2 separate regions of the Mus musculus genome follow, and region 1 is linked to region 2. The links are chromatin contacts, called in public HiChIP or PLAC-seq maps. All regions are on one chromosome and are shown on one strand. The core of a region is the stretch at or near the end of the contact, and the rest is flanking DNA. Distances in the headings are between cores, read along the strand shown. Region 1 has its middle 27 kb from the start of Gm25200. Region 2 overlaps Sdr42e1 (short chain dehydrogenase/reductase family 42E, member 1).

The links. HiChIP or PLAC-seq counts read pairs in DNA pulled down with a chosen protein or histone mark.
Region 1: a contact with region 2 is called in an H3K4me3 HiChIP or PLAC-seq map of embryonic basal ganglia, with 3 times the contacts expected there. The contact joins two enhancer-like sites.

The regions. Positions count from the first base shown.
Region 1 is chr8:118,146,218-118,148,917 of GRCm38.p6, forward strand. It overlaps a transcript of Cdh13 not described here. Among named protein-coding and RNA genes, the nearest start is that of Gm25200, 27 kb to the left of the region's middle. Within about 2 kb of position 1,439, at least 19 of the 459 cell types and tissues checked have an H3K27ac peak or open chromatin away from gene starts, as enhancers often do. A contact at or near this core is called in embryonic basal ganglia, where this site is marked.
Region 2 is chr8:117,659,220-117,661,919 of GRCm38.p6, forward strand. Sdr42e1 (short chain dehydrogenase/reductase family 42E, member 1) reads right to left here. Exons shown (of 3, transcript NM_001357273.1): 3 at 2,180-2,700. Among named protein-coding and RNA genes, the nearest start is that of Sdr42e1, 13 kb to the right of the region's middle. Within about 2 kb of position 1,367, at least 74 of the 459 cell types and tissues checked have an H3K27ac peak or open chromatin away from gene starts, as enhancers often do. A contact at or near this core is called in embryonic basal ganglia, where this site is marked.

The sequences.
Region 1 (2,700 bases), core at 189-2,688, 490 kb after region 2:
AGGTTGTGTTAGATTGACCGTTAACACTAACCAGCATAGATGGAAATGCCTGGGGCAGAACAAGGGCTATAAGAGGGGGAGTATTCAGTGTTCAGGCTACATATGGGTACCACAAGGCATCAGCGTGACCAGACAAATGGCAACCTCCAATGAAAGGAGAGACAGGAGAGGAGCAAGACTCAGGTTTTTTAAGCAAGAAATATTTCTACTGGAAAAAGAACTGACCTTCAACATAGGAGGTAGCTTCATAGTTCAGAAGTCAAGGTTATTATCATACTGAGATTTCAGTGATCTTGTGTGCTATACCCAGAGAACTTTATCTCCCTCCAATAACGAGTTTATGCCCAGAGCATGATGGGATGCAGGAGGAGTTTGAGTGAGCCTCACCTTCTGAGCTTGGGTCAATCATACCTGGAAATGTCCTTAAAACATGCTCAGTCTCCAGGGAGATTAGGTGAGGCAGTGGAGAAGATATAGGGCAGGGAGTGGACTTCCAACACTACCTGGGTAGCCTGAGGTTGCTGGGCATCCTCACAGATTCTGAGGGGCCATCTTATAGCAGCTGGTATTCCTTAACACCACCACCACCAAGAGGTCCCTCTAGCTTCTTCTAAGATACTTTCCTCTTTCTGTAGCTGTGGATGCCACTGCCAGACTTCTGCAGCTTCTCTCCCAAATACTATATGCGAAGCTTAAAGGGAGTCAAGGGCCTGTGTCCACCTCATGGGGTTAGTCTATAGACTGACTGATCTGGAGATGCCTTCAGAGCATGAGTATTCCTGGGTCAGCAGGGCAGGGAGTTCTGGAGCTCCTTTAGGACTTGGGGCTGGCCTAGAGAGAAACTTGGAGGCCCATATGATGGAGGAAAGGGTAGGCTGTGATGGTCTAAGGAGAAGCTCGTTAGGTTTAAGCTCTGCCATTTCCCAGCTTTCTGACATGGAATGGTGTTGGTTTCCCTGAGCCTCTGTTTCTTGTTCTGGAAAATGGGGTATTATCATCCCCATAGAAAGATGGAGATGAGACAGAGCTGTACAGGGCAGACAGCTCAGCTTGGCCCATGGAGGATGCTTGAATGCTTTCGTGTTCTCTCCCATTGCCTCCTTTCTGTCTGTGGAAGCAGAAACTTCCAATGGCAAGAGCAGAAGAGACACAGCATGAGTGAGAGATAAGAAAGAAACTAGATTACAGGACCCAAGCCGATGTCCCAGGAGGCCTGGCCAGTGGACCAGGTCTGGCTCACATTTCTTTGTACCTTCCCAGGCAGGGGTCTCCTCTTTGTAGGGCACGCCGTTGTCACCACCAGGACCATTTCTGCATTCATCCACAGCTCCTGATTAGACTCATGAATATTCAAATGCTCATCTCCCCTTATTTGCCTGCCTATTAGCATTCCGTCTTGAGGCTTATTTTGCAGGTTTTTTCCATTGCACATTTGTTCTGTGATTCACGCTCCATCGTCCGATGTGACCAGCTTTGAGATGGTCCCAGCCTTCCTCAGTTCTGAAAAAGGCTAGGTCATCTCCTCTCTGCCTCGTCTGCCAGCTCCTTCTTGCTCTTTCTGCTCCTGAAGATGGGGGGATGGCAGAACAGCCTACAGAGTGACACTCTGGGGACTCTCTCCTACTTTTTTTTTAAAATTCATATTGATAATAATAATCCAGCCCATATGTCTGTCACTTCACATTTTGCAAAGAGACTTCATGGCATCCTGTTTTACAGGCTGCCTTTCTGCAGATACAAAATGCCTGGCATTCTTTTCTGAATGGGGCCAAGTCTCTTTCCCTTCTGAATATTTAACAACAAGATCCTCAACAAAACAGAATCCGTGTTAAAGCCCAGCTGTCCAACCTCTCACAATGGCGCCACATAGAAAGAACTTTGTCTTCCTCATTCTCTGTGTGAGCTGGATCTAGTTTCAAAGTATGTTTGAGGAATACAGTGTGCATGAGTTTATGTGGGTGCTATAAGGAGTCACCACAGACTTGGTAGCTTAATCGATACACTTACTCTCTTATATTGAGTTGGGTTTTTAAAATAGAGGGCAGGATTGTATTCCCTTTGCAGGTGCTAGGAGGAAATCTATTCCCTTGTCTTTCCAAATCAGTTTTTTATTTGTGTGTGTGTGTGTACGTGACACATATGTATGGTTTGCATTCTTGTATGTGTTTATACATGGGTGCATGTGATTGTGTGTGTGTGTATGCATGGGTTCATGTGTGTAGGGGCAGTTCTGATGCTAAGGTCCTATTCCCCAATTAGTTCTTGATCAGTCAGTAAAGAAAGCCATGGGCCAATTGCTGGACAAAAGGTACAGGGAGGACTTCCAGGTCTCAGGAGGAAAATGAAGATGCAAGGAAGAAGAAGTTCGCCACACTTTAGAGAGAGTAAAACCAGGCAACCCATGTAAGGTCTTGGGAGGAGCGGGAGGCAGTAGGCAGAGATGTTTAGCAGGGACTAGATTCAACTGACCAACTAACGTTAGGGCAGGTGGGAGGAGCAGATCTAAGAGTAATGATAAGGACACTTTTTCTAGATAGGAGATAGTAATGCCCAGCAATTGTGTCCAAAGTCAAGTTGAAAATGAACAACTGTGTGTATGTGTGTTTTATCTGTGGATTCAGGGGAAGCTGGAAATGGCCAGTAGCATGGCCCATTCCCAGAACATAGGAGGAGTAGTGAAAAGCTACATGCAACACGTGT
Region 2 (2,700 bases), core at 117-2,616:
GTCATATCCACGGAATAGAGCTAAGCGATTTGATCAGTTAATGTCTCACATGGACATTAACATTAACACTTTGTTGTGGAATTGTGGTGTGTGACTGAGTCTATGGTTGTGAGATCTTTTAAGACCTCAGACCTCATGTGGGGGCCTTCCAGACGACAGAGTTTACAGGAACTTTGGTCCCTTAGTGGTCTGGGCAGCTGTTCCAGTAGAACATTCATCTCAAAGAGATCTGTGGGTGACACTTTTGTCTGACTGGACGACGGGCAACAAGACTAACGGGAAACACAGGGTTCAGAATAATTCCATTTGTAATGAGCACTGTCAGGTCTACTGAAGGAACATGAAACGTGAAGGGGTGTCTGGAGCAAGCCGGATGCAGGCCATCCTCAGTAACCTGCAGATACAGGCTACTGGCCCTGGAGCATCAGTGATGTGGTGGGGGAGGGGGGGGGGTCAGAGCCCAGACTCCATGCCCGTTCTCAACACTCCCAAGACACTCCTCTCCCACATGGGATAAGACTGATCTCTGCTGCTACTGGTGTGTGTGTGTGTGTGTGTGTGTGTGTGACAGTTTGTGACACTTAAGACCCACCTCACCCTCCTGGATTACCTGTTTTAGAGGACACAAAAAGCTACATCATGACAATGTTCAGCAGTCATATAGAAATGTTCCTATGACATGTGAGACCTTTTCCTCTGTCATGTGACGGGGCATCCTGAAAATTCTAAATGAGATGCTATTTAGAACACATTCTGAGGGGGGCCCCTGAGGTGGTGCTCAGCGACAGTGGTACCGGCCTCGTGTGTCAGTAACCCTCTCACACGGACATCTTGTGGTGCTCCTTGCCTGAAAGCCTAAGATAGTTGAGCCACCTTCCTCAGAGAGCCTAGAGACAGGCTACAAACATACTGCTCTAAGAGCAGTGTGGCCCTCGTATTTATGGGGAAGATTCTCGGGTAAGAGCACCCCAACACTTCATCCTTTATGTTCTCAACAAGCCACTGTGAGACCGACTACTTCACAAAAAGGGCCAGTGTGGTTGGTTCCATTTCTCAGACATAGACAACCAAGCTCTCTAAAGGTACTTGGTAAAGACAGATGATGTGTGCCTTGTAGCATTAAGTTTAGGACATCCCTCAAAGTATCCATCCTCCATTCAGCAGGGACCATGCAGCTATTAGATGCTCAAATTCTCCCAGAATAACTGTGTACCGTCCACTGCAACACCCCACCATGCTTCACTACTGCCTTCCTGCAGATGAGACTTTGGCACAGCAAAGACTTTCTTCTCCCTCCTCTGGTTCCTAGGCAACCGTGCAATATAAACATCTTCCGCGGCAGTTCACTGGGTGGCCAGACAATGTGGCTGCTGTTCCTCACTGGAAGCTGCTTTGAGAGGCCACACTTTCCCCAACAAGCAGCACTACACTGTGATTTCACACAGCGCACACTGCGGAGGGCTCCTGGGGGAATACTCACAGACATTCCAGAAACTTCAACAACAACTGGCCCTCTGAAGAGAATGCTCTCAGGAAGAGACCCATCGGAAGAAACATACCGTGACAATACTGGTAACAATGGTGACGTGCATGCATGTGTGTATGTGTGTGTGTATATATGTGTATGTATGTTATGTGCCTGTGTGTGCATGTGTATATGCATGTATGTGTGTGTATGTGCCTGTGTGTGCATGTGTGTATGTGCATGTGTGTGTGTGTGTGCTGTAAACATCTAATTTAATCTTTAGAAGGGTCCTAGGCAGTAGGCTATCTATCTCTCTGCTTCAACACAAACGCCCTTGTCCCGCCAAGGGCAGAGGCTTTTAGAGGCTCCTAAGACCTCTGCTATGCACAGCTAGCTAACCCTGTAACACCACTTTCCCCTGAGATTGCTCTGTGAGGGATAAGACCCAAGCCTGAGTGCGGCTTATTCCATACCAGTCTGAATCTCACTGCTTTATGCACACGCAGTGTAGGAGATGCTCACAGGTTCTTCTTTGGCCTCCAAGGTAGAGTTCCTAACCCAGCTTATACCCTTTCCTGGCTTCAGGGTGTCTTTCTGCTGCACTTGGCTAGGGTTCAAGGACATAGAAACCAAACTCCCAACTTACCTTTGTGTCTTCTTGTGTTCCAACAGGGTCAGTTGAGACAGAGGAAAGTAGTGAATATTTAACCCAATAAGTCATTTTTCCTTTTTATTTATTAGCATGGGTTAAGTATATAACAGTTTCATTATAACATTTCGAACATGTATATAACGTAGTTCGATCCGATTCACCCCCACACCCTCTTTTGTCCCATTCCCAGTCTCTTCCCAACTAGATTCCTGTCTAAACTGTGTGTATGTGTGTGTGTGTCCCAGAGAGTTTCACTAAGCTTGCTTACAGGGGCATGGGGCAATTCAGAAGTTACGAAACCACTAGAGAAAGTGTCTCCCGCTCCCCAGAAACCACCAGTCACCTCAGCTTTTCAGGGAGGAGTAGGTATCGAGCTTCTCCCCTTCCCATGGCAGGATGGTGATAGGCCTCAGCGTATGAGTCTAGTAGTGCATCACAGTTACCGTTAGGTCACGGGGACAGTAGTCATTTCATTCTCAGCAGACAGACTCCCCAACACCCGCCCCCTACCTTCCTCCAGCTTTTGCGTCCTTCCTACCCCTTTTGCTACAGAGTCCTGTGAGGCTATGAGGGAGGCTAATAG